Regions from separate parts of the Mus musculus genome. Here regions 1, 2, 4 and 5 are each linked to region 3. Evidence: chromatin contacts called from public promoter capture Hi-C data. All regions are on one chromosome and are shown on one strand. Each heading gives the region's core, a stretch centred on a gene start, on an enhancer-like site or on the middle of the called end of the contact. The rest is flanking DNA. Distances are from core to core; before and after follow the strand shown. Region 1 holds the start of Ugt2b1 (UDP glucuronosyltransferase 2 family, polypeptide B1). Region 2 holds the start of Ugt2b35 (UDP glucuronosyltransferase 2 family, polypeptide B35). Region 3 holds the start of Ugt2a3 (UDP glucuronosyltransferase 2 family, polypeptide A3). Region 4 has its middle 27 kb from the start of Ugt2b35. Region 5 holds the start of Ugt2b34 (UDP glucuronosyltransferase 2 family, polypeptide B34).

What was found. Promoter capture Hi-C pulls out the DNA fragments that hold promoters and counts their contacts.
Region 1: a promoter capture Hi-C map of liver shows a contact between it and region 3, with 5 times the contacts expected there. The contact joins the promoter of Ugt2b1 here to the promoter of Ugt2a3 in region 3. A contact is called at or near these places in 4 of 39 promoter capture datasets (the 3T3-L1 cell line, hippocampal neurons and liver), 1 of 484 Hi-C or Micro-C datasets (liver) and 2 of 9 other capture datasets (adipose tissue and pancreatic islet).
Region 2: a contact with region 3 is called in a promoter capture Hi-C map of liver. The contact joins the promoter of Ugt2b35 here to the promoter of Ugt2a3 in region 3. A contact is called at or near these places in 4 of 39 promoter capture datasets (the 3T3-L1 cell line, liver and stem cell-derived epiblast-like cells), 3 of 484 Hi-C or Micro-C datasets (the AML12 cell line and liver) and 3 of 9 other capture datasets (adipose tissue, liver and pancreatic islet).
Region 4: a contact with region 3 is called in a promoter capture Hi-C map of liver, with 8 times the contacts expected there. The contact joins the enhancer-like site here to the promoter of Ugt2a3 in region 3. A contact is called at or near these places in 3 of 39 promoter capture datasets (liver and stem cell-derived epiblast-like cells), 5 of 484 Hi-C or Micro-C datasets (the AML12 cell line and liver), 3 of 115 datasets of contacts at active chromatin or transcription factors (hepatocytes, intestinal villus epithelium and liver) and 1 of 9 other capture datasets (liver).
Region 5: a promoter capture Hi-C map of liver shows a contact between it and region 3. The contact joins the promoter of Ugt2b34 here to the promoter of Ugt2a3 in region 3. A contact is called at or near these places in 13 of 39 promoter capture datasets (the 3T3-L1 cell line, the C10 cell line, cranial neural crest and 7 more), 4 of 484 Hi-C or Micro-C datasets (embryonic stem cells and liver), 2 of 115 datasets of contacts at active chromatin or transcription factors (intestinal villus epithelium and liver) and 2 of 9 other capture datasets (liver and pancreatic islet).

The regions. Positions count from the first base shown.
Region 1 is chr5:86,923,536-86,929,206 of GRCm38.p6, reverse strand. It overlaps Ugt2b1 (UDP glucuronosyltransferase 2 family, polypeptide B1), which reads left to right and starts at 2,704. Exons shown (of 6, transcript NM_152811.1): 1 at 2,704-3,432; 2 at 4,511-4,659. The coding sequence starts at 2,709. Gm24121 (a small nuclear RNA gene) reads left to right here and starts at 199; the gene lies at 199-304.
Region 2 is chr5:86,997,068-87,002,560 of GRCm38.p6, reverse strand. It overlaps Ugt2b35 (UDP glucuronosyltransferase 2 family, polypeptide B35), which reads right to left and starts at 1,701. Exons shown (of 6, transcript NM_172881.3): 1 at 949-1,701. The coding sequence starts at 1,669. It also overlaps the pseudogene Gm5869.
Region 3 is chr5:87,334,897-87,340,993 of GRCm38.p6, reverse strand. It overlaps Ugt2a3 (UDP glucuronosyltransferase 2 family, polypeptide A3), which reads left to right and starts at 3,799. Exons shown (of 6, transcript NM_028094.3): 1 at 3,799-4,551. The coding sequence starts at 3,831.
Region 4 is chr5:87,024,658-87,030,327 of GRCm38.p6, reverse strand. No RefSeq gene overlaps it. Among named protein-coding and RNA genes, the nearest start is that of Ugt2b35, 27 kb to the right of the region's middle. Within about 2 kb of position 2,802, at least 8 of the 459 cell types and tissues checked have an H3K27ac peak or open chromatin away from gene starts, as enhancers often do. A contact at or near this core is called in hepatocytes, intestinal villus epithelium and liver, where this site is marked.
Region 5 is chr5:86,905,375-86,910,858 of GRCm38.p6, reverse strand. It overlaps Ugt2b34 (UDP glucuronosyltransferase 2 family, polypeptide B34), which reads left to right and starts at 3,922. Exons shown (of 6, transcript NM_153598.2): 1 at 3,922-4,668. The coding sequence starts at 3,939.

The DNA of each region.
Region 1 (5,671 bases), core at 1,455-3,954, 410 kb after region 3:
TGCCAGAACTGGGGCAGAAAAAATGTGAGTGGGTGGGTGGGTCGGGGAGCACCATCATATAGGCAGAGGGAGAGGGGATGGTATATGGGGTCTCCAGAGGGGAGACCTGAAAAGCAGAAAACATTTGAAACATAAATAAAGAAAATATTCAATTTTTATGAAAGGCACAATACTTGCTTGTAAGAAGTGAATCAATTGGTGCTTGCTTCAGCAGCACATATACTAAAATTGGAACGATACAGAGAAGATTAGCATAGCCCCTGCACAAGGATGACACACAAATTCAGAAGCATTCCATATTTTTTTCAACACCCATTCATGATAAAAGTCTTGGAAAGATCAGGAATTCAAGGCCCGTACCTAAACATAATAAAATCAATCTCCAGCAAATCAGTTGCCAACATCAAACTAAATGGTGAGAAGCTGGAAGCAATTCCACTAAAATCAGGGACTAGACAAGACTGCCCACTTTCTCCCTACCTATTCAATATAGTACTTGAAGTCCTAGCCAGAGCAATTCGACAACAAAAGGAGGTTAAGGGGATAAAAATTGGAAAGGAAAAAGTCAAAATATCACTATTTGCATATGATAAAATAGTATATATAAGTGACCTAAACATTCCACCAGAGAACTCCTAATCCTGATAAACAGCTTCAGTGAAGTAGCTGGATAAAAAATTAACTCAAACAAGTCAATGGCCTCCCTCTACACAAAGGATAAACAGGCTGAGAATGAAATTAGGGAAATAACACCCTTCACAATAGTCACAAATAATATAAAATACCTTAGCTTGACTCTAACTAAGGAAGTAAAAGATCTGTATGATAAGAACTTCGAGTCTCTGAAGAAAGAAATCAAAGAAGATCTCAGAATATGGAAAGATCTCCCATGCTCATGGATTGACAGGATCAATATAGTAAAATGGCTATCTTGCCAAAAGCAATCTACAGGTTCAATGCAATGCCATCAAAATGCCAACTCAATTCTTCAACGAGTTAGAAAGGGCAATTTGAAAATTCATCTGGAATAACAAAAAAAAAACTAGGATAGCATAAAACTCTTCTCAAGGATAAAAGAACCTCTGGTGGAATCACCATGCCTGACGTAAAGCTGTACTACAGAACAATTGTGATAAAACAAAACAAAACAAAACAAACAAACAAAAAAAAAAACACTGCATGATACTGGTATAGCGACAGACAGGTAGACCAATAGAATAAAATTGAAGACTCAGAAATGAACCCACACACCTATGGTCACTTGATCTTTGACAAGGGAGCTAAAACCATCCAGTGGAAAAAAGACAGCATTTTCAACAAACGGTGCGGGCACAACTGGCGGTTATCATGTAGAAGAATGGAATTGATCCATTCTTATCTTCTTGTACTAAGGTCAAGTCTAAGTGGATCAAGGAACTTCACATAAAACCAGAGACACTGAAACATATAGAGGAGAAAGTGAGGAAAAACTGCGAAGATATGGGCACAGGGGAAAAATTCCTGAATAGAACAGCAATGGCTTGTGCTGTAAGATCGAGAATGAACAAATGGGACCTCATAAAATTGCAAAGCTTTTGTAAGGCAAAGGACACTGTCAATAAGACAAAAAGGCCACCAACAGATTGGGAAAGGATCTTTACCAATCCTAAATCAGGTAGGGGACTAATATTCAATATATATAAAGAACTCAAGAAGATAAACTCCAGAAAATCAAATAACCCCATTAAAAAAATGGGGCTCAGAACTAAACAAAGAATTCCCAGCTAAGGAATACCGAATGGCTGAGAAGCACCTGAAAAATGTTCAACATCCTTAATCATCAGGGAAATGCAAATCAAAACAACCCTGAGATTCCACCTCACCCCAGTCAGAATGGCTAAGATCAAAAATTCATTAGGCTATAAGGTACACAGATGCTGGCGAGGATGTGGAGAAAGAGGAACACTCCTCAATTGCTGGTGGGGTTGCAAGCTTGTACAACCACTCTGGAAATCAGTCTGGCGATTCCTTAGAAAATTGGACATAGTACTACTGGAAGATCCTGCAATACCTCTCCTGGGCATATATCCAGAAGATTTTCCAACTGGTAATAAGGAACATGCTCCACTATATTCATAGCAGCCTTATTAATAATAGCCAGAAACTGGAAACAACCCAGATGTCCCTCAACAGAGGAATGGATACAGAAAATGTGGTACATTTACACAATGGAGTACTACTCAGCTATTAAAAACAATGAATTTATGAAATTTAGGTAAATGGATGGATCTGGAAGGTATCATCCTGAGTGACGTAACCCAACCACAAAAGAACTTAACATGATATGTACTCACTGGTGAGTGAATATTAACCCAGAAACTAAGAATACCCAAGATACAATTTGCAAAACCCATGCAACTCAAGAAGAAGGAATACCAAAGTGTTGATACTTCGTTCCACCTTTGAATGGGAAAATAATATTGAAAAAGAAAAGAAAAAGAAGTGAATCAATTGTAGCTCAATACTATCAGGGACAAAAAAGACAAACTTCGTGAACCTTGAGCTCATGTTCCATGTGTGTATTTACTTAGAATGTTACACCATCAGACTCATCTAGTCAGTGATGTGGTTAGAAGTTATATGTTAACTTCTTGATTGACAGAACTTACATAAAAGCAGAAAAAAACTGTGAAGAATGACAAATATCAAAAACATTCTCTTTCAGCAAGATGTCTATGAAACAGGCTTCAGTTTTTCTGTTGATACAGTTCATATGCTATATTAGACCTGGAGCCTGTGGGAAAGTGCTGGTGTGGCCTACAGAATACAGCCATTGGATAAATATGAAAATAATCCTGGATGAACTTGTCCAGAGAGGTCATGACGTCACCGTTCTCATATCTTCTGCTTCCATCCTCATTGGGCCGAGCAATGAATCTTCTATTAATTTTGAAATTTATTCTGCACCTTTGAGTAAAGATGATCTTGAATATGCTTTTGAAAAATGGGTAGGAAACTGGACATACGAATTAAAAAAACTTCCATTTTGGACATCTTATTCAAAACTGCAAAAAATCTCCAGTGAATATTCAGACATGATTGAAAGTTTCTGCAAAGCAGTAGTTTGGAACAAGAGCCTCATGAAAAAACTCCAAGGATCTAAGTTTGATGTCGTTCTAGCAGATGCCTTGGTTCCCTGTGGTGAGCTGCTATCAGAACTGCTTAAGACACCTTTAGTATACAGTCTCCGCTTCTGTCCTGGATACAAATGTGAAAAGTACAGTGGGGGCCTTCCACTCCCCCCTTCCTATGTGCCTGTGGTTCTGTCAGAACTAAGTGACCACATGACATTTGCAGAAAGGGTGAAGAATATGTTGCAGGTGTTGCTTTTTGACTTTTGGTTTCAAACATTTAACGAGAAATCCTGGAATCAGTTTTACAGTGATGTTCTAGGTAAACTGTGCCTTTCATTGTTACTGTGAAATCCTGACTTGATGTTTTTTTGAATGAGAATGTGTATAGGTGAATATAAAGGCATAGAATGAGATTCTTAATTGTGAGCTGATAGAGTAAAAATAGAAGAGAATCAAATAGGCTCTTAGCAAGGCAAAATACTGCAGAGTAATTATACAGAACACTTCAGAAATTACTAACCATGCAAAATTAGACAAGGAAGATTTCTCTTGGTGATCATTTGATCTGCTCTACATTGTCTAAGTATAAGAAACTCCAGGTTTCATTGAGTGCTTTAATATCTGTAAATGAGAACACTACAGAGTCATAATTCATTACCACAACTATTTGTGTAGCACTGAAGAAAACACATTTCCTTAAGACATTTACTCACTTAGAAATTAAAACATTTATCAAGAATGTCCTGAAAGCTTATTCACAATTAAATTGTACCACTAGAACCAGAAACAGTCAAGGCAACTTGATTTTCTTAGAATTTGAGTTGGATCATATCTATAAAACTTAATCTTAAAGCCTTAAATCTTGATAGAAATGCATAGGTTTTTATTATTTTCAAAATACCTTTTCATTAAATAAAATATTACCTAATTTATTAGGAGAAACAGTTTAAATATTAACTGCTTATACAAATACCCAGCTATAACTTTGAGATATACAACTAAGTTAGTGATACTAGTCTCCTGTAACGGACATAGTACAGCAGGGATAAAAGAAAATTAGTCATTCCTTACCAATTATCACATTGCATTTCAAGAATCAGAAACCAAAAGCATAGCTACTAAAATGTGTAAAATAGACTAAATATTCTACAAAAGCTGTGTTTCTAAGCATTTTCAAGCACCTTTGCAAGAGCAAAATTTCAAATTTATTGGTGCAACGTTGGAAATCAATGTAATTTTCACACAATATTTATGTTAATACAATTATATCATAAATCATAACTGGAACATTTTAAATTGCTTGTCTACATGACCTCAACTCATTGCAGAAATCACATGCTTTATTCCAGACAAACTCCTTTCACCATAGTGTATTTGTTTTTGGTTTTGGGGTGCAGGGAGACCTACAACATTAACTGAGATGATGGGGAAGGCAGACATATGGCTCGTTCGAACCTTCTGGGACTTGAAATTTCCTCACCCTTTCTTGCCTAATTTTGACTTTGTTGGAGGACTCCATTGTAAACCAGCCAAACCACTGCCTAAGGTAACTCTACATTGTTTCCCTTGGTAAACTGTTTTTCCTTTTCATGGAAACAATTCTTAACCACTATTTCCAGATGTTTGGTTTTATGAAACATATATCAAGTGGATTAGAACTCTCTGACAATTAAGATATACATTATTTCCTTACATCTCTGAATCTTCTTACTCTTAAGCAAAGTATTATACCACTTTAGAATGTGGTCAGTGATTTAAAGGTGTTTAGGTAACTCATAAAAGAGAATTTATGCTCTCTTCAAGAACATATAGTAAATGCCAGAGACGTGTTGAACAGCTAAAGAAATAAAGAATCAATATCTTCACTAAATAGAAATTGTATTCTACTTGGAAACATTATAGTGATGAAGAGATGTTATATACACTGTGACAAACGTTATACATTGTTATATTAGATAAACAGATAAGTTGAAGATATATCCAACAGAGATGAGATGTAATGTCCTAGAATCCTTGTGAAGTTACAATGACCTAGCCAATGTACAGGGTTAGATTAATGAATGAAAAGAAGAGAGGAAAAATAGAAAATTGAAACAACCATTGAAAGAATGACAGACTTAGATAAGCAGGACGATGACATGGCAGGCAGGAGTTTTTGGACAGCTTCATGTATGCATGTTCCACACATGGCTCTCTTTTAACCTTTCCACTTCCTTGGAGTCTTTCTACCCTTAGGTTCTGCAGGGATTTATTTTTTGTCTTTGTAGTTTCCACATGCAAAAGAAAACAACACTTATCTTTCTGTTTCTGGCTTATTGATTAATCTCCTGTCCTCTAAACAATAGCTATTTTCCTAAATTATTTAATAATAATAACATTTTTCTATCTGAGTAAAACACAATTATGTATATTTACCAACACTTTGATACACATTGATCACTTGAAGAATATCTAAGCTAATCCTATATAGGGGAATTTTGAATAATGATGTAATAAACATTATTATGTAGATTTTTCACTTGCAATTATTTCCTTCAGATATCACCAAAGAGTGGCAT
Region 2 (5,493 bases), core at 452-2,951, 340 kb after region 3:
CTTCTACTCTTGTTTCATATTGATATATCTAATATGATTTATCCTAAAAAAGCAATCATAATATCTATACAAGTAATAAAATAGAAACTTTAGGGTAATCTTAACTATGGTATAATTTTCAAGAGAAGGAACTTGACTCAAAAACTATAGGACAAGTGTATATGGTTCCATACTTCTGTAGAGTACATACAATTATAATAACTTTTAGAAAAGAATAAAAAAGGAAATGTCCTGGTAGAAACCTCAGTTTCATTTGCAAACCTATACATTAACATAATATCTTTGAAGAGAAGGAGAAATTTTTAGGAAATACAGAGAATATATTCTATGATTTATCTTTTCATTTATGTGTATTTGTGCTTGCGTCTATATACTCTAAGATTATTCCAGTGCCTGAGCACTGGAATAAAAGAACAGCAGGTTCCGTGAAGCAAAGTGAGGCCAATGGACATGAGTGGATGCTAGGAACAGAACACAGGTACTAAACATGAACAGAAAACAATCAAACATTTGGACATGTTGTAAGACCCCACATTTTAATATTAAATATAGAAACTGGCTTGTGCAAGAGAACACTATTTCTTCAATGTTAAATACATATTGATACTATAAAATATGTCATTCTTTAATATAAATAAATCAGTATTTGGGTAAACAGGAAGTAACTTATTGAAATAGAGGTTTAAAAATGCATAAAATGAATAAAGGCTCATGTAGTGACCATTTACAATTGTATAGCTAACCAGAAAGTCTTTTTTATCAGGACTGATACCTTCTATTTGAACATTAATATGAGCTTTTACAGAGCATTCATGATTTTGTTAGTAAATATCCTATTATATATTTGATCACCTACAAAAACAACTTCACTTTGAATTTCATGGATATATAGCTTCAAATACATGTGTAGCTAGGGATATCAAGCTACTAAGAAGACATGTAACTTACCCAAAGTTTCACTGTAAAATTGATCCCATTCCTTCTCTGTAAATGTCTGGAACCAAAAGTCAAAATAAAGCATACATATCATATTTTTGACCCTCTCTGTGAATGTCATTTGGCCACCTAATCCTGACAAAATCACAGGTACATAAGAGGGAGGGAGTACAAATCCTCCACTGTTCTTTTCAACTTGGTAGCCAGGAGAGAAGCGAAGACTGTACAGAAAAGGAATCTGGAGCAGTTGAGCTATGAGCTCCCCACAGGAAGCCATGGCATCTAAAATAAGGACATCAAACTTGGATTCCTGGAATTTTGTCATGAGCTGTTTGTTTGAAACAGCTTCCTTACAAAGACTTAGAGAATAATCAGATAATTTACCAAACAGTGTTTGAAGCAGAGAATATGATAAGCATGTATCTCTTGGGACCTCAAAAGTCCATTCATCCACTAACTTGGTCAAAAAAGTTTCCAGATAATCTTTACTGAAAGCTGTAGGAAAAGTTTCAAACTTAAGGCCCGGCGAATATTTGGGATCAACAAAAATGGAAGCTGAAGGTCTCAGAACAGTGACTTCATGGCCCCTCTGTACAAGTTCATCCAGTATTATCTTTAAATTCATCCAGTGACTGAATTCCAGTGGCCACACTAACACCTTCCCACAGCTGGTGGATCTGAAGCAGCAACTCATCTGCAGCAGGAGCAGAGCAGAAATCCACTTCACAGGCATCCTGGAAGTCAAAGGGCTTCTGTTAACTGTGTGTTCCCTTGCTTTACTGCCTGTCCTCTTATCTAAGAAGAAGAAAAAAAAATCCACGAGTTAAAATATAACCTGAGTTGGTGCAAGCAAACTTAATGACCAGATTGAAGTTGGTGGCTGAAGAGAGATAGTAAAAGCAAATATTAATTATTTCAGATTTATTTGGAAGTGTTTAAAATCACGTTTTGTAAAGAAGTAAAGTTAGGAGTTGTGACCTGTGTAAACCTGTTTACAGGAGTTTTGAATCATAGAAAGAACACTGATTAGTGTAAGGTGAGTCTGCATTTTATTCTCAACCTGTGAAATCCAGATGTACTAGTTACCGAACTTATCAGTATATCATGGATATTATTTTGTAAGAATGTCGGATAAAATATTAAGTCACATAGAGTTTGCTGAATAGCCTGACAGTGTGCCTTAGTTACTTGACAGAGAAAAGATCTGTGAATAAAATAGACAAGAGTTTCTATGAATGTCCCTAAGGAAAAAGCCAAACACACTGCCCTGAGTGGTATTAGCTGCTAAGGTTTACAGAGAGCACTCAGTTGATTCAACCTATCTGTCCACAGCCCTTTCCTAGGACCAAGAAGTAGCTGGATAGTTTGATCTTGCTTTAGTTAGAGTTTTTGTTGTTGTTATTGTTGTTGTTGTGAAGAGACACCATGGCCAAGGCAACCCTTATAAAGGATGACGTTCATTTGGTCTACCTTCCACTTTCAGAAGTTTAGTCCGTTATCCACATGGCAGGAAGCGTGGCAGAGTCCAGGCAGACACAATGTTGTAGAAGGGATTGAGAGTTCTACATCTTGATTGGAAGGCAGCTAGGAGACTGTTTCCACATTGTGCAGAAATTGAGCACAAAATCTTGAAGCCCACGAATTACAGTGACACACTTCTTCTAATGAGGCCACGCCTACTCTAACAAGAAAATATCTCTTAATATTGCCACACCTTGTACCATGCATATTCAAACCACAACAGAATCTTAGTGCACAAAGGCCCTGAGAAATCAATGAGTAGATAAAACTTCACCAAGAAACATTGAATCTACCATTTCTGGAATCACCAATGCTTCTATTTGCTCATGAAGATTGTGGGTATTGACATGTGATTTACCTGGATCTTCTTGTTTGTCCTGGTATTGTGAAGCTACAAACAACTCTAGGATGCATCACCTAGAAAAAAAATCGTTGATGACAAAACAATTATATTATAGAGTATATGATTTCTCATCACACTGACCAAGTTCTTTGCCAAAATAAAGTTTTGGAGTCATAGATATATTTTATTGCACAATTTGAAAGGGTGGTATCCATCATGAAAAACAAGGTCTGTAGAGTGTATGTGATGGAAACACAGGGAAGGGATATCTTCACCATGGAAAAATGATAAGTAAATCCTTCCTGAAAGTTTTCTCACAGATATACTCAAATATTTATATTAATAGTGCCTTTAGCAGTCAAGTTAGCAATGAAAAAACCACCAACTTACAAAAAAGATCAATAAGAGAAATATGTATATATAACAAGAGTATATATATATATATATATATATGTGTGTGTTTGTGTGTGTGTGTTTGTGTAAAACAAGAAATAAAACAAATGAATTAAAATAGGATATATTAAATTATAAACAACAAGTTTGACTGTTATCAGGTCAAATTCCTTAGTTAAAATACACACAATGACTATGTCAAGCAAAAATCTAAACATGAGATGCCACCTATAAGATAATAAGTAAAGAAACATTTGCTTTGAAAATTGAAAAAATAAATATTATATAGAAGCAAACTACAAGTGTACTGTAGTATATATATTTAAGTGTCAAAACTAGAATTAAGGCATAGAGTAGAAAGTGTAAAAATGTCAGTTTGTCAAAATGAAATAACAACAGTAATAATATACATCCAATCATATTAAACTAACACTGAATAAGAAAAAGAGACTAACATAATTGTTAGTATCTTAATTATTGTGCAGAAGTTTTGATTATACTGCAAACCCCGAGATTGTGTTTTTTACTGGAAATACTTATTTCTAGTTGTGGTGCCACGCAATCCTAACAAACAAATTTAATCCAAGAGCTTTTCATTTATTTTAAACAAGATTAAATATAGTCAAACCATAGGTCAAGAGGCAGAGCAAGCAACTAGTTACAGGGAGTGAACGTAGGGGGAAAAAAGAGAGAGGAAGAGAGGAGGAAGACAGGCTCAGGCTTTTGGCTTCTAAGTCTTTAATGGTAAAAATGACCACTTGAGATTTTATAAAAAACAACAAATTGTATTTCTTGAGCTTTGATCAAACAGAAACAAAGCTATTTGGGGAGGAAAGGATATACATATCCTGAACATAGTTCACCATAGAATTTTCCATCCATGCCACAGTTCACAAATAATTACTTGGATACTGAATTACTTACAAATAAATGCCTAGGCCATAAGCTTAGAAGGATCGTCAGATAAGCTCTCAACACACATGGGCTTGCCAGGAACCATATCAACAATGGCAGCATCACCAGACTTCAGGAATTTGGGGCCATCTTCCAGCTTCTTACTAGAACGACGATCGATCTTTTCTTTAAGCTCAGCACACTTGCATACTATGTGGGCTGTGTGACAATCCAGAACAAGAGCATAGCCAGCACTGATTTGGCCTGGATGGTTCAGGATAATCACCTGAGCAGTGAAGCCAGCTGCTTCCATTGGTGGGTCGTTTTTGCTGTCACCAGCAACATTGCCTCGTCTAACATCTTTGACCTACACGTTCTTTACATTGAAGCCCACATTGTCCCCAGGAAAAGCTTCACTCAAAGCTTCATGGTGCATTTCAACAGACTTGACTTCAGTTGTTACATTGACTGGAGCAAAGGTAACCACCATCCCAGGTTTGAGAACACCAGTCTCCACTTGGCCCACGGGGACAGTGCCAATGCCTCCCATTTTATAGACATCCTGGAGGGGCAGTCGCAGAGGCTTGTCAGTTGGACGAGTTGGTGGTAGGATACAATCCAAAGTTTCCAGCAGCATGGTGCCACTGGCACTGCCATCTTTGCGGGTGACTTTCCATCCTTTGAATCAAGGCATATTAGCGCTTAGCTCCAGCATGTTGTCACAATTCCAACCAGAAATTGGCACAAATGGTACTGTGTCAGGGTTGTAGCCAATTTTCTTAATGTAGGTGCTGACTTCCTTAACGATTTCCTTGTAGCTTTTCTGACTGTATGGTGGCTCGGTGGAATCCATTTTGTTGACACCAACAATCAGCTGTTTCACACCCAGGGTGTAAGCCAGAAGAGCATGCTCGCGGGTCTGCCCGTTCTTGGAGATACCAGCTTCAAATTCACCAACACCAGCAGCAACAATCAGGACAGCAAGGTCAGCCTGGGATGTGCCTGTAATCATGTTTTTGAAGAAGACTCTGTGTCCTGGGGCATCAATGATGGTCACATAGTATTTGCTGGTCTCGAATTTCCACAGGGAGATGTCAATAGTGATACCACACTCATGCTCAGCTTTCAGTTTGTCTAACACCCAGGCGTACTTGAAGGAGCCCTTTCCCATCTCAGCAGCCTCCTTCTCAAACTTTTCGATGGTTCACATGTGGATTCCACCACATTTGTAGATCAGGTGGCCGGTTGTGGTGGACTTACCGGAATCTACATGTTCGAATAAGACAATGTTGATGTGAGTCTTTTCCTTTCCCATTTTTGCTTTGAATTAGCAGTGGCGTTCACAACACCTGCATTCTGACTGAAAACCCGTTGCAAAAAAGCAATATATTAAAATTTTAATGTGT
Region 3 (6,097 bases), core at 2,550-5,049:
TGATAAGAACTTCAAGGCTCTGAAGAAAGAAATTACAGAAGATCTCAGAAGATCTCCCATGCTCATGGATCGGCAGGATTAATAAAGTAAAAATTGATATCCTGCTGGACTAGCTGTGGTGGGCATACTGGGTTCTACCCAGTGTTCTTGTTTTCTGTTAGTAAGATTCTTACGTTTATTTTTTGCCATTTGGTAATCTCTGGTGTTAATGTTCAAGCTGTCTCTGGCTGGAGCTGGATCCTCCTGTGATTCTGTTAGCCTGTGTCAGCACTCCTCGGAGTCCAACTTTCACCTGAGTCCCAGTGGTCAGGGCACTCTCTGCAGGCAAGCTCTGCTCTTCCAGGATAGGTGCCCAGAAGTCTGGAGCTCTGATCCACCTCCTGAGTCCTGGGGTCAGAGCGTTCCCTGTAGGCCGCCTCTCCTCTGGCAAGGAAGTTGCTCAGGGGTCTGGGTCTCAGCTTCACCTCCTGGCTGAGGATGAAGGTCTAAGAGGACCCTGCCCAAGAAGCTCTATTGCTTCTGTCACTCGCATGCTCTGCAGTGGTCTTGGGTGTGCTAGGGTTCCTGCAGCGTGGAGAGTCCTCTGAGATCCTAGACACCCTAGGCTGGGTTCAAGCAGAAGATGGCATGTCTGGCCCTGAATGGAAAGAATCCCAGTCTCTGGTCGGGCAGGGTTCCTTTGTCCCTGTTCCTGCTGGCACTAGACCCTCTGTGATTCTTTGGAGCTGATGGTGTGTTGCACTCACCCGTGATCCAGAGGCTATCTCAATGTCCTGCAGTGTGGAGAGTACTCTAGAGCCCCCTCTATGTGTTTTCTTCTGGTGTCCTTGACCTCTGGCTCCTACAATGCTTTCTGACCCCCTTCCTCAGGATTCCCTAAGCTTCCCCCTAGTGTTTGGCTGTGCATATCTGCATCTGTTTCCATCTATTGCTGGGTGAAGGCTCTCTGATGACAGTTGAGCTAGGCAAAAATCAATAAATATAGCAGAATATCACTATCAATCATTTCCTTGATGTCTTTTTTTTTCTGCCAGTGGTGTTTGATTCTATCCTTGGTCTCTAGACACTCCTGCCTCTGGTTCCTGGCCCTCTAGGCACTGTGAAGAACGGAGTCCCTATCATTGCATGGGTCTCATACTAGGCTAGACATTGGATGGTAGTTTCCACAATTTCTGTACCACTTTTTTTTTCTTTAAAACAATGTCAATTAATTCACTTTGCATCAATCATAAGAATTCTAATGCTATGTTCCATTCACAGACCAAGATTATATTCTTCTGACACATTTTCATAGAGATTTAAAATAAACTCACTCATAGCATAGAGTTCAATATTGTTCAGAGCCTCCTGTTTGGGGTTAGTTTCTTTTTGCATATTCTGTGATTTTTACAGTGAACTGAGAACTTTCAACTCAATTGTTCATAATTCTAACATCGTTTCTCGTTACTGTATGTTCTTCTATTCATTTTCTTTAGTAATCTCTATCTAGTTTCCTTCCTGAAACTCAGCTGGTATATCTCCTATCATTCCATACTTAATTTTAAAATATCACATTTTGTCACAGTTTTTAATGAGCTTAAGGTAAAAAGGTTAAACAAGAATATCCACTACAGATTCAATGCAATCCCCATCTAAATTCCAACTCAATTCTTCACAGAGTTAGAAAGGGTAATTTGCAAATTTATCTGGAATAACAAAAAAAAAAAAAAAAAAAAAAAACCAAGGATAGCAAAAACTCTTTTCAACAATAAAAGAACATCTCAGGGAAACACCATGCCTGACCTCAAGCTGTACTACAGAGCAATTATGATAAAAAACTGCATGGTACTGGTATAGCGACAGACAGGTAGATCAATGGAATAGAATTGAAGACCCAGAAATGAACCCTTGCACCTATAGTGACTTGATCTTTGACAAGGGAGCTAAAACCATCCAGTGGAAAAAAGAAAGTATTTTCAACAAATGATTTTGACACAACTGGTGACTATCATGTAGAAGAATGTGAATTGATCCATTCTTATCTCCTTGTACAAAGCTCAAGTTTAAGTGGATCAAGGAACTACTCATAAAACCAGAGAAACTTAATTTTATAGAGGAGAGAGTAGGGAAATGTCTCGAAGATATGGGCACAGGGGAAAAATTGCTAAACAGAACAGCAGTGGCATGTTCTGTAAGATCAAGAATCGACAAATGGGACCTCATAAAATTGCAAAGCTTCTGTAAGGCAAAAGACACTGTCAATAAGACAAAAAGGCCACCAACAGACTGGAAAGGAATTTTAGGAACCAATCCTAAAGCTGAAAGGTACTAATATTCACCATGTACAAAGAGCTCAAGAAGCTTGACTCCAGAAATTCAAATAACCCCATTAAAAAATGGGGTACAGAGCTAAACAAAGAATTCTCAACTGAGGAATACCGAATGACTGAGAAGCACCTGAAAAGAAAGTTCAACATCCTTAATCATCAGGGAAATGCAAATCAAAGCAACCCTGAGATTATACCTCACACCAGTCAGAATGGCTAGGATCAAAAATTCAGGTGACAGCAGATGCTGGCAAGGATGTGGAGAGAGAGGAACACTCCTCACTTGGTCACAGCAGGACTGCAAGCTTGTACAACTACTCTGGAAATCAGTATGGTGGTTCCTCAAAAAACTGGACATAGTAGCAATTCCTCTCTTGGGCATATACCCAGAAGATGTTCCAACTGGTAAGATGGACACATGCTCTACTATGTTCATAGCAGCCTTATTTTTAATAGCCAGAAGCTGGAAAGAACCCAGATGTCCTCAACAGAAGAATAGATACAGAAAATGTGGTACATTTACACAATGGATTACTACTCAGCTATTAAAAACAATGTATCTTTGAAATTCTTAGGCAAATGGATGTATCTGGAGGATATCATACTGAGTGAGGTAACCCAATCACAAAAGAAGTCACTTTATATGTACTCACTGATAAGTGGATATTAGCCTTGAAACTTAAAATACCCAAGATACAATTTGCAAAATGCAAGAAAATCGAGAAGAAGGAAGACCAACATGTGGATACTTCATTCTTCCTTAGAATAGGGAACGAAATACCCATGGAAGGAGTTACAGAGAAAAAGTTTGGAGGTGAGACAAAAGGATGGACGATCCAGATACTGCACTACCCGGGGATCCATCCCATAATCAGCCACCAAACGCAGACACTCTTGCATATGCCAGCAAGATTTTGCTGAAAGGACTCTGATATAGCTGTCTCGAGTGAGGGTATGTCAGTGCCTGGCAAATACAGAAGTGAATGCTCAGAGTCATCTATTGGATGCAACACAGGGCCCCCATGGAGGAGCTAGAGAAAGTACCCAAGGAGCTGAAGGGGTCTGCAACCCTATAGGTGGAACAACAATATGAACTAACCAGTAGCCCCAGAACTCGTGTCTCTAGCTGCATACGTAGCAAAAGATGGCCTAGTCACCCGAGGCCCCTTGGTCTTGCAAACTTTATATGCCCCAGTACAGGGTAACACCAGGGCCAAGAAGTGGGAATGGTTCGGTAGGGGAGCAGGGTGGGGGGAGGGTATAGGGGACTTTCAGAATAGCATTTGAAATGTAAATGAAAAAAATATCTAGTAAAAATTGAAAATAAAAAAGAATATCCAGCTATTCATAAGGAAATGGTTGTAATCTATATAATATTAGTCTATGGTGTTTTATTGGATAGAACTCTCTTGAGCTCCGTGTCTTTGTAAGTTTAAAAGTTAATAGTTAATTTCTTTCTTATCTAAATTATTACTCAACTGAACAAACCCTCAATCTTTGCGAAACAACTTGAGGAGGCACAATATGGTCTCTGAAAAATGTGTTGCGGCATTTTTTCTGCTGCAGCTTTGCTGGGCCGGCTGTGGATTCTGCAGCAAGGTCCTCGTGTGGCCCTGTGATATGAGCCACTGGCTGAATCTAAAGACTATTCTTGAGGAGCTTGGAGCAAGAGGGCACGAGGTAACAGTCCTGAAATACCCCAGTATCATCATAGATCAGAGTAAACGTATTCCACTGCACTTTGAGAATATTCCTTTGCTGTATGAAATCGAGACAGCTGAGAATCGTTTAAATGAGATTGCAAATCTAGCTGTGAATGTCATTCCAAACCTGTCACTGTGGGAAGCAGCAAAAACATTACAAGACTTCTTTCTTCAAGTAACTGGAGATTTTGAAAGTATTTGTAGGAGTGTATTGTACAACCAGAAATTCATGGACAAGCTACGGGATGCACAATATGATGTAGTGGTTATAGACCCTGTCGTTCCCTGTGGAGAGTTGGTGGCAGAAGTGCTTCAGATCCCTTTCGTATACACACTGAGGTTCAGCATGGGCTACTACATGGAGAAACACTGTGGCCAGCTTCCAATTCCACTCTCGTATGTACCGGTTGTCATGAGTGAGCTGACAGACAATATGACCTTCACAGAGAGGGTGAAAAATATGATGTTTTCACTGTTGTTTGAGTACTGGCTCCAGCAATATGACTTTGCATTCTGGGATCAGTTTTACAGTGAAACCCTAGGTAAGAGTTTTCATACTAAGCTAGTTGTTAAATGTTATTTTAATGCTTAGTAGATGTTTAAAAACAATAACAAGAATACATTTTATAAATTTTGACTTTCGTGTAAAACTCTACATGTGAAAGTAATAAATCACTTATAGATAAAGAATCAGAGAGGCAAAATGAAGTCCTTTTGCTATGTGGTTGTACTCATTAAACTGTTTAATAGTATTTCAAAATTTAAGAGCTCATTATCAGTTCTAAGAGAAGTGATCCACAAATAAATATCAATGGAATGCAACATGATTTTATTTGTTAGATACAAGGAGACAACTAATTCCAGGATGTGAAATGTACATTTTAAAAAATTGTGGGTCTCTTATTGGTAAACAATACACTACTGCAAAAATTAAAAAAAAAAAACTTTTGTGCTCGTAATGATATGAAATATAAATTAATTATATGAGAAATATTCAGTGTGCAATGCATGGTTTTGAATTTTATTACACAATTATTTGCAACCACCGATTATTGGTCTTATATTTATACCATTCTTCTGCTAATTGAGGTGCTTTTTATTTTTATACACGTCACAAATTAAGGGTGAGTCATGGAAGACTGTGGTTAAACTACCTTGGCAATATATTTCAATCAAGAATTGAACTATTAAATATTTTCATGCAATCACCATTTTATCTGTTTGGTGTTTAATATATCATTGAGATTCTTGATAAAAATAAATAAAACTGAATGGAATCTGATAGAGTCAGTCTCAGAGTAATATCAGGTTGAAAGGCAAAAACCAGTCATTCCTAAGAAAACAGAATAAAATTAAAAAAAAAAGTAATTGCTTGTGAAGTGAACATTTTTACTGTATTTTAATCTCTGGAGAAATAGGATTTAGAGATTGATACTCTTTCCATATTTCTGTATTCTACTACCTCAAATATAAACTACTCTAACAAACTTTTCAATATGACAGTGTTAATAGTGAGGTTGTGATGTGACAGAGCAAATTACAGTGCTAATCAGACATAAAAGGGACAGAAAGATCCAAGGTAAATCAATGTGGCCCTCTGCTGCTCTAGTCATGAGTGACACCTTGTCATCTCTTCTCAGCAGGGCCACAACTGAGAGAAGAAAATATCGTCCTGTATGACAGCTACTATTTTCCCTATAATCAAATAATGTGAATTGCCCATCATTTTATGTAAGCTTCATTTATTTAATTGCTAAGGATACTAAACACTTTAAAAGACATTCTTTAGTTGGTTTTGTGTGAGACTTCGGAGAAGTCTCATTCCAGGTCCAGCACTCAAAGTTTTATTTACTTTGATTGTTTTCTTGATGGATTTTTTTATATTCTCGATATTAATATGTTATCTGATATTTAGCTGTAAACTATTCTGAATCAAGATTCTAGGATTCCCCTTCACTCCAGTTCTTCCTCTCCTTTTTGTTTTACAGGTCCCATTTGTCAACTGAAGTGCTTAACTTCGTGTGCTTATCTTTGTAGGATTTGGCCTGTTTTCTCTCATAGTTTCATGTGTTATAATTTTCACATTGA
Region 4 (5,670 bases), core at 1,553-4,052, 310 kb after region 3:
CTACTGAGAAATCTCCAGTTACACATGTACCCGATTTTAATTGGGTTATTTCGGTTTAGGATACCTAGTTTCTTTAGTTCTTTATATATTTTGGATATTAGTGACCTATCAAATGTGGAGTAGGCAAAAATCTTTTCATTCTGTAGGCTGCTACTTTATCCAAATGATGGTGTTCTTTGCCTTGAAGAATCTTTTTAGTTTCCTGAAGTCCCATTTATTTTTTTATTTATTCTAGTTTTTTTTTTATTCTGGGGATTGTAATATAATTACAACATTTCTTCCTTTCCTTTCCTCTCTCCAAACTCTTTCATATAAACACTCGCTCCATTGTCCCTCTTCCCTGTCCCCCTCACACAGTCCCTAGCCCCTTCCCCCATCCCCTTCTCCTCTGAGAGGGTGGAGAGCCCCTGGGTATACCCCACCCTTTCACATCAAGGTAATCTTTGATCTTAGTACCTGCACTATCACTGTTCTGTTCAGAAAGTTGTCTCCTGTGCCATAGAGTTCAAGGCTATCCTCTAATGTCTCTCCTGGCAGATTCACTGTGTCCAATTTTATGTTGAAGTCTCTGGCCCACTTGGACTTGAGTTTTGTGTAGGGTGATAAATTTGGATCTATTTACATTTTTCTACATGTGAACATTCAGTTTGACAAGCATTATTTGTTAAAGATATTGTCTTTCGACTGGATATTCCTGGTTTTATTATCAGAAATCAGGTGTCCATTTTCTGTGAACCTGATAGTTATAGCTACCCATGGGGATTCCAGGTAAATTGTATTTCTGGGAATGTGGATCTAACACTTAGAAGAAAGGGTAGTCTAGGAGTCTGAAGAGTTTCACAGGAAGGAGGGGAGTAGATTGGGATCTGATTATTTAGTCTGTTTAGAATGAGAGGAGACTGTGATGAGAAATCATTGCAGAAGGTCTGATAGATTTGGGGCAGGGGTGAAACTGGGGAATTGGATCTGGAGGGGCAGAAAGAGAGGTGAAGATCTGCAGCCAGCCTCCTACCAGCTTCCTTGGCAGGAGTGGCACTTAGGTTAGCAGTGGGTGACTGCTGGAGTTGGGGCCCAGGACAAAGTAAGGGTAGGGAAGGGAGGTTAAGCAAGAAAGGGATCCACAGGAATGTGGGAAGAGCAGAGGAGGGAGAGGAAGGCTACAGCAGGTGTTCTGTTACAGAGCTAGAGATGAGACTGGAAGATTGGATTTAAACTGGAGGAGGGAGCAGTGAAGATCTTCATTTGGCTTACCTGTTTCTCTACCAAGTTCAATGGTTGTGTTCCTAGTGAATACTTGCTGGTGTTGAAGCATGGGATAATGAGTTGAGGGAAGGAAGGTTGGAGGTGAAGAAGGTTGTAATCCGGTGAGAATGGGATCAGAAAGGAAAGGGAAACCACATTAGGTGTTCTGCTACAGAGCTGAGGTTGAGATTCGGGTGTTGGGGACCGAAGGAACAGAAGGAGACATGAATCTCTACATGCAGTTTCAGGAGTTATCGTTAACATTCATTCTTACCTTAGAAGATAAACACTTATGAGTGATGTTGTATGAGTATTATCTGGACATGCCAAAATTGATAGCTGATTTTGAAACTGGGCTTGAAAATGATTTTGTTACAACAGCCCATAATAGTCATGGCTTTGCATGCTTTGCAACATGTTGCAAAGAGTAAATGGACAATTGAACAAATTTTGGCATCATTATGATTTTGGACCTTTTCATTTAATTGCAAAGAATTTCCTTTCCTAGTAATACTAATAATACCCTGAATTCATATGGAAAATGCCCTTGCTATTTTTGCCAGGGTTAAAGATAAATAATTTACAGTGTCAACAAGGTATATGCAAATTCTAAGAATAACTCACTATTTCAGAGAGCAAATTCCATACCTTCAAAAATAATACACACCAATCAAAGAGCTTATGTAATAAGTAAATACCATCAAGATCTAGCATTTAAAAATGTGGTTACTAGGGCTGGTGAGATGGCTCAGTGGGTAAGAGCACCCGACTGCTCTTCCGAAGGTCCAGAGTTCAAATCCCAGCAACCACATGGTGGCTCACAACCATCCGTAACAAGATCTGACTCCCTCTTCTGGTGTGTCTGAAGACAGCTACAGTGTACTTACATATAATAATAAATAAATCTTAAAAAAAAAAAAAAAATGTGGTTACTAGAAAGGATGGAGAATGAGGGGGAGCATGGTAAATATATGAAGCAAGTAGTAGTCGTTAGCAATACTAATTTGTTTCTCTTCTTCGCAAAGGAAGGAGACTGTTGAGAAAGCGCCTCCATTAGATCCAGCTGTAAGGCATTTTCTCAATGTGTGATCAATGAGGGAGGGCCAAAACCATTGTGGGTGCTACCATACCTGGGCTGGTGGTCCTAAGTTCAACAAGAAAACAGGCTAAGCAAGCCAGGAAAATTAACACTCCTCCATACCTCTACACTGGCTCCTGCCCCCAGGTTCCTTCTGTTTGATTTCCTGTCCTAAATTCTTTTGTTGATAAAAAGCAATACACAAGCTTACACTGAATTAAACCCTTTCCTCCACAACTTGCCTTTCTGTTGTATTTTGTTGCAGCAAGGAAAACCTGAGACATTTACTAAATATAAGTTGCTTGCAGTTTTAATGCTAAATGTGAAGGCTTTTTGAGTACTGATGTTGGCAAATAGCAGTTCTCTATCAGCTTTCTCCAAGCTTGCACATTAGCATTGCCACATACTTGTTTGTGTCTGGAAATTGTGGTATTATCTTGAGCTGTATGAATCGTGGCCAACTTTGGACATCATGATCTTTAACCTTTCCTCTCGGATTGCTCAATCCCTACGTCCATGACATGACAATTTCTATGGTCCTTCTGTGTTGCCTTTAGCAATTACCTGATTGCAGCCTCTTGTTTTAAGTATTTGGCACCTCTAGATTGTCTTTAAATCCTGTGTTCAAAAGTTATCCCATGGATATCACACTCCCCTCCTGTCACACACATACCCCCACCACCTTTGTCATGAGATACTGTCTGTCCCTCCCCAGAACCTGTAGGGATAATGCATGCTCCCAGCCCCTCTACTTCCCTGTCATCCCACACCTTTTCCTCAAAGCAAGCTGGGCTGGGCCATGAGAGGTCAGGCATCAGGTGGGATCTGTGACCTTCCTCAACACTCATGGGGAGCCCAGATTCCCCTTCCTCTTAGGCATTTCCCAGCACCAGGCCCGGCTAAGACAAGGGCAGGACTCAAGAAGAGCCTGCCCCTCACTATGGCTGCTTGGGACCCCACAGGCCCAGAGGTCCCCTCCCACCAACCCCCCCAGTGCTTCCACATCTCCAAAAGTAGCTTCCTGTCCCTCTTTTCTGTCCCTGCACCTTGGGGCCGGGGTAAGTGAGGCCAAGAGGGACTGTCCACTCTACAAACTGATGAAATAAGACCAAAAGGCTTAGAGAAACTTTAGAACTGACCCTTTGTGACAGCCTCCATCATACCCCTCTTAGTCCCACCCTGATCTGCCTCTGTGGGTCCCCTCAGCCCAAGAGGTCATTCCAAGAGAGCAATGCTCCTGTGGACAGGTAAGGGTCTCAGGACAGGTTTCCAGTCTGGCAGAATTTGTGGGTGTGCGGACGTGCCTGCGGGCGTGCCTGCATAAGAGTGTTAGCTTATTTTTTTTGTTACTTTCTTTTTTAATTAATTAATTTATTTATTTTATTAGACATTTTCTTTATATACATTTCAAATGCTATCCTGAAAGTTCCCTATACACTCCCCCCGCCCTGCTCCCCTATCCACCCACTCCCACTTCTTGGCCCTGGCATTCCCCTGTACTGGGGCATATAAAGTTTGCAAGACCAAGGGGCCTCTCTTCCCAGTGATGGCCGACTAGGCCATGTTCTGCTACATATGCAGCTAGAGATATGAGCTCTGGGGGTACTGGTTAGTTCATATTGTTGTTCCACCTATAGGGTTGCAGACCCCTTCAGCTCCTTGGGTACTTTCTCTAGCTTCTCCATTGTTTGCTTCTAAAAACATGAAGATCAAGAGACAGAAAGACCAGGGTCAAAACCAGGGAGCAAGTTGGGAGACTGCTGTCCTTCTCCCATCAGACCCTAGGCAGGACTGTCAGCCCCCACCCCCTGTACATAACTTTTAGAAACATTTTTTTTTAGCCAAAGAAATATTGAAGTATGAGATTTCCTTTTATTTTTCAGAAAAAGAAATTTTAACTATTATAATCATTAGGTAAATAGATATATTTTGGTTTTACTCCTTGTGTTAAAGTTTCTATCTCTAATCAATATCCACACATCACATGCCCCATCCCAACACTTGAGAGCCACCGTCATCCTCTGTTTATTTTGCTTATTTATATATATAAGTGAGATTGGGAGGTACTGGTGTCTCTGTCCCTGCTTACTTCATTTATAAAATGTCCTAGATAACCATCTATGTTGCCACCAATGACACAATTGCTGTCTTTCTTGAAACTGAATAAAACTGTAGTGTGTGTGTGTGTGTGTGTGTGTGTGTGTGTGTGTGTATGACTACATATGTATGTATATGTGTGAGTTATTTTTGTTACACATTCCATTTTAAATGATAAACTTGATTCTGGAATTACCAGAATTATAAATTTATGAATTTAGAGTAATTATAACTAACGCTTCAGTGGTGAAAGAGGTGCAGATGTCTCTTAAATTAGCCATCTCATTTCTTTTTACAAGTGTACTTACATAGTTTCTTAGATATATACTGAATTTACATGACTTCAACACTCTTCCCTTTCAAACCCTTTGATGTCACCATTCTCTCTCAAATTCATGGCATTCTTTTCTCTAATTACTCTTGTTTATATATATAAACAATATATATAACCATCTATAGGTGTGTGTATTCATGTATATACATATATATGTATACATATACAAAAACAACCTGTTTAGCCTAGTTATTGTTGCATGTAAATATGTGTGTGCACACACACATACACACATTTTCAGATCTGAACTCATTTTTTTTATTTTGAATTTTTTAATAGGTATTTTCCTCATTTACATTTCCAATGCTATCCCAAAAGTCCCTCATATCCTCCCACCCACTCCCACTTCTTGGCCCTGGTGTTCCCCTGTAACTGGGGCATATAAAGTTTGCCCAACCAATGGGCCTCTCTTTCCACTGATGGCCAACTAGGCCATCTTCTGATACATATGCATCTAGAGACATGAGCTGTGAGGAGTACTGGTTAGTTCATATTGTTGTTCCACCTATAGGGTTGCAGATCCCTTTAGCTCCTTGGGTACTTACTCTAGCTCCTCCATTGGGGGCACTGTGATCCATCCAATGGCTGACTGTGAGCATCCACTAATGTGTTTGCTAGGCCCAAGAATAGCCTCACAAGAGACAGCTATATCAGGGTTCTTGCAGCAAAATCTTGCTAGTGTATGCAATGGTGTCTGCTTTGGGCAGCTGATAATGGGATGGATCCCTGGATATGGTAGTCTCTAGATGGTCCATCCTTTTTTTCTCAGCTCCAAACTTTGTCTCTGTAACTCCTTCCATGGGTGCTTTGTTCCCAATTCTAAGAAGAGAAAAAGTGTCCACACTTTGGTCGTCATTCTTCTTGAGTTTCATGTGCTTTGTATCTTATATCTTGGGTATTCTAAGTTTTTGGGCTACTA
Region 5 (5,484 bases), core at 2,673-5,172, 430 kb after region 3:
TTCTGCCTTAATTAGTGTGTGATTCAAGGCTCCACTTATCTGGAATTTAAAGGTATATTGCAAGTATCATTTCCATACTGTAGTTTCTATTCTAAACAAATGCCTTCATAAGAGATCCTAGTCCTCCAGGGCTAGCTACTTGCACAGAATTATATTTGAGATACCAATTTTTAAATCTTATTAATGTTCTCACAACCTGTGTGTGTGTGTGTGTGTGTGTGTACTATATGCATGCTTGGTACATAGAATATGGCACAGGATACCCTTGAACTGGAGTTATAGATGTCTATGAATCCTGGGAATCTAACTGAGTCCTATGGAAAGACAGACAGTGCTCTTGTCTGTTGACTGTTGAGTCAACACTCCAGACTCAGGGTTTGAAATAAAACTTGTTTATTTCTCTCTTTCTTTTATTTCACTTGTACATCTTTGTGTTTGTTGACTTATATATTGGAAATAGAATCTCATTAGTGCTCTAGCTGTTTTCAAACTCTCACTGTAAGCCAGGCTAGCCTTGAACTCATAGAGATCTACTTGCATCTGCCTCCTGAGTGCTGGTATCAAAGATGAGTGTCATCTTATCTGGCTAACTTAAACTTCTTTTTTAAAATTTTTATGTAAAAAATACAAATAAAATAAAACAGCAACCAGGCACGGTGGCATATACCTTTAATCCCAGCACTCCAGAGGTAGAGCTCTCTGAGTCCCAAGCCAGCCTGGCCTACCAAGGAAGTTTCAGGATAGCCAGAACTATACATAAAATTCCTGTCTCAAAAACAATAAAATAAAAATAAAATAAATAATTGTATGCTATGTGTGTATGTATATGCGCACACACACACACACACTCATATATACATATATATACATATATATGTGTGTGACAAATTTTATATATATGTGTGTGTATATATTTATATATTGAGTATTTTATATATAATATGTCTCTACACCACATGTATCTCTGGTGCCCATGAGGTCTGAACTAGAGTGACCATACATGTAGGGAATTGAATTTCTATTCTCTGGAAATTCAGCCAGTGCTCTTACCCACTGAGTCCTCTCTTCAGCACTGAGTTGGGGAATTTGCATAATATGGTTTGATTATATTTAACTCTTCAGCCAACTTCTCCCAGATCCATCTCCATTCCCTAGGGACTGAACATTGTGTGTGTGTGTGTGTGTTTTTTTTTTTCATATCAACCATGTTCAATGTGTACTACCCATATACCATGAATATGTGGCCTTGCACAAGAGTAGGATAGAGTTGCTACAGGTAATATTTTTAAAACAAAAAAAAAAATCTGACTCTCCTTCTCCCAGCAATACCAATTGCTAATCGCTCCCCAGCTAGGGCTGGAACTCTGTGGTCACTTGTTCTCTCCATTCTGAGATTTTCTCCATCTTGTACTTGTATGGGGATTTTACATGCTGTCACAGTCCCTAGGAGTAGATATGTGCAGATGATGCAGTAGTAAATATTTAATCTCAATCAAGTTTTTACCCTGCCTTTGATCATTCAGTTCCCAGCTAAAATACAAGCAACATTCATGTTTATAATAAGCCTTAATAACCTCTAAAGCTGGGCAGATAGCTACCATCTAAGCTATTAGCATCTACTTCCCTATCCATAACCCTGAGATATCTCACCATGATCCATCTGGGATGTTCTTAACTTCACTTATCCATTCCTCTTGGCCATGTTTTGATGACTGACTTACTCCATGATATCTGCTCTTTTCTCCATCTTCTCTCTTCCTTCAAACCTGGGAACTAAAAATTCCACCTATCTCTCTTTTGTCCAGCTATAGGATGGAGGTATCTTTATTCACCAAATAGTAATAACTTGAATAACAAGGTTACATGGTTATATGGGCCTACGTGCCGATTCTCTCATGTCTGGGGGCAACCTTGGGATGCTAGTATATAGCATTACATACATAGCAAAAGACAAATCCTCAACAGAGACTGTAGAATATGAAAGAAAGAGCTTGCTTGTAGTTATCCACCACCTCTGTCTCTTACACGCTTTCTAAAGAAATGACCCGAGGCTTGGAAGGATACCATGTGATATACATGTCCCATTTATGGCTTAGTGTTTCTTATGCTCTGCACCTTGGACATTTATGGGTTTCTATGCCAATAACTATCCACTGCAAAAATGTTCTCTGATGACAGTTGGGAGATGCTTTAATGTTTGGGTATAAGTCATTAAGAGTCTATTTCATACAATGTTCATGTATTAGAAAATAGCAATAGGGTCTCGTCTACATTGTATATCCTGTCTGGCACAAATTTATGACACAACATTGGTAGCAGGCATCAGCTTCTCTTCTGAATCAAAAGAAGGGATAATTCCTAAGAGCCAAGTACTTCAGAATCTACCCAGTGACCATTTGGACAATAAGAATCACACATTTTTCTAGTGAATGTTATAGTCCTTTTAAAGAAGATTATACTTCATAGACCTAGTGTTGAGAGGTTGAATGTAAAATATACATTGAAGCAGCTGAATAAGCTGATCTATGTTATTTGGTTATTTATTATTGTTCATTTAAATACTGAAGCTTCTCTGTCAAAGAAAATTGTTTTTATATAACTTAGTTAACATTGAACTGTTTTTTAATGTTATACAGCCATCAGGTTCAAAACATGGAAAAGAAAATCCTGGGTTTTCTTAATTAAAAAGAAATTTTAAAATAACCACTGTCCTCAATATTTAAAAATCACACTATGCCTTGAGACACTCTTCCCATTTCTAGTATGGAACTATCAAGTTCTGTCTAAAATAGCTATGATATCAGAGGACAGTCCCGTTTTTACATTTAGAATTTTATGCTACTTGTAAGCAGAATTAGAGAACTAGATTTTTGGATTCATTCAAAAACCATTTACTAAGTATTACTTTGTTCTATATAAAGATGACTAAGGCATGGTCACTGCAGGAAAAACAATATAGGGGAGTGTAAGCTGTCACTTACAAACAAACCTAGCTCAATAAATCCATAAAAGAGCCAAATTAATAGTGAAATGCAGAATATATTCAGTGTGATCACTTTAGGAAGAGAGACAAAAGGAGCCAGTCACCCTTAATTCCATCTTTGGGATTCTTACAAGGCATCTGCATAGCTAAGCTTTCCAGGAATGGCATGGGACCTTGCCCACCATTAACTTAGCTCCTAGTCACCAGAAATGTTAGCCTGCCCTAACTTGTAAATTGCCCTCCTGGATACAAATTCCTCCTCTGGGTGTCCCCAGAGATCAAACATTTCTTCTCCTAGCAGAAAGTTACTGGGGAAAGTCTTTCAATAGTCTGAGAGTCAAAGAGGAAAACACAAATGTCTCCTTATCTCTTCACTTTTGCTAGGCTGACTAGTTACAAGTAAGCAGGTTCTTGATGGGGTAGAGATGGAGCTAATGGGAAGACTAAAAGAATGGGGCTTCCATCTAGATTATAATATGCTCTAAACGTAAGTGCAGTGTGTTTAATTCTGAGATTACACTATAGACCTCTGAGCCATATACTTAAAATCACTAAGTAGTATGGTAACTGGTCAGTGTTGCCAATATTCATATGACAAAACACTGACCTATGGTATTTATAAAAATGTGACTGGACAGTTTGCCTTTACTTCAGATTCTTTATCAAAGAAGCTCCATTAGGAGAAAGAGAGAGTGAAAGGAAGGGAGAAAGAGAGATCTTACTTTTCACTGTTCTCCAAATACAGTATACATTCAAGATCACTGAGAATCCAGAGTCATTTCCCACTTTCACATCTGCATCCAGGTTTTGGCATTTGCCCTCCAGAGGCTGTGACTCCCATTTCTATTTGCTTTGGTGTGTACAAGTTACACTTTAACTGACTGATTACTGCTCTTTCTATATCTGTAAGAGCTGAGCAATCATCCTTTGGAAGGCAGGCCTGAAGTTAACCAAGATGCCTGTGAAAATGACAGCAGCCCTGCTCCTGCTCCTGCTCCAGCTGAGTGGCTTCTTTGGATCTGGGACTGGTGGGAAGGTGCTGGTGTGGCCAATGGAGTTCAGCCATTGGCTCAACTTGAAGACAATCCTAGACGAGCTTCTGAAGAAGGGTCATGAAGTGATGGTTCTGAGACCTTCAGCATCCTTATCTTATGAGGTTGACAACACATCTGCTATTGAATTCGAGACTTATCCTACATCATACTCCTTATCTGAGTTAGAGGAAATTTTCTGGGAATCACTCAAGAAATATATTTATGAGCTGCCAAAGCAGTCATTTTGGGGATACTTCTTAATGTTGCAAGAAATGGTTTGGGTAGATTCAAAATATTTTGAAAGTCTCTGTAAAGATGTAGTTTTTAACAAAGAACTCATGACAAAGCTACAAAAATCAAGGTTTGATGTGATCCTGGCAGATCCCTTCATACCCTGCGGTGATCTGCTGGCTGAGGTTCTCAAGATCCCCCTTGTGTACAGTCTCCGCTTCTTTCCTGGCTCCACTTATGAGAAGTACAGTGGGGGACTCCCACTGCCTCCTTCCTATGTGCCTGTTGTTATGTCAGAATTGAGTGACAGGATGACTTTCATGGAGAGGGTGAGAAATGTCATCTATATGCTGTGTTTTGACTTTTGGTTCCAAACATTTAATGAGAAGAACTGGAATCAGCTTTATACTGAAGTATTAGGTAAGTGCCCTGTTCAGTGCCCTGGTGGGATTGCTGGATTCTCAATTTGCTGTGTCATTGAATGTGAATGTCTAAGAACAGGTCTGACAGGGGAATGATTTGTCTCTCCTAAATAAAATGATGGGAAAACTAGAAAATTAGCTGTCAAATTCAAGCATTGTAAAGAACTTTGTATTCCAGTGTCAGTTGCAAAACCTTGTCTATGAATTGTCAGCACACACTCACATAACAAAACTATGATTATTTCTCTAAGAAATTACATAGGCCCAAGACATTTTTCCTCGTGTTTTAAAGCAACACTTTTACCTGACTGGTGCCTTCATTGTCATTAATATCTTTGCCACTTTATTATATTCATTGCTATTATTATCATGTGTATGAACATGCACACTTGTGTCATGGGAAAGGGGGATTGTGCTCTGGGTTGCTTATGTAGAGGCCAGATTAAACTTTGAAGAGTTCTTATTTCTACCTCTATGTATGTTCTTGGGATCAATTTAGGTGTTTACGCTTGTATAGAGATTGAACTCAAGTCTTTAGCTTGCATGGAATACCTTTACCTTCTAATGTGTTACACCAGCCTCTAAAACATATGCTTTAAACAAAGGCAAAGTCTTCATGACTTATAAAATACACTGAGGATTATACATACTTCTAGCATAGGTAAATATCTATCTATCATCTTTCTATTTACAATCAAAGGAGGACTTTTTATATAAATTATTTTTTTATTTATGATTTAAAAGATCTTCCCCTTTAACCTACTAAACTTCTGCACAGCTGTGAATATTCTATCTCTGCTCTATACAGAGGAAA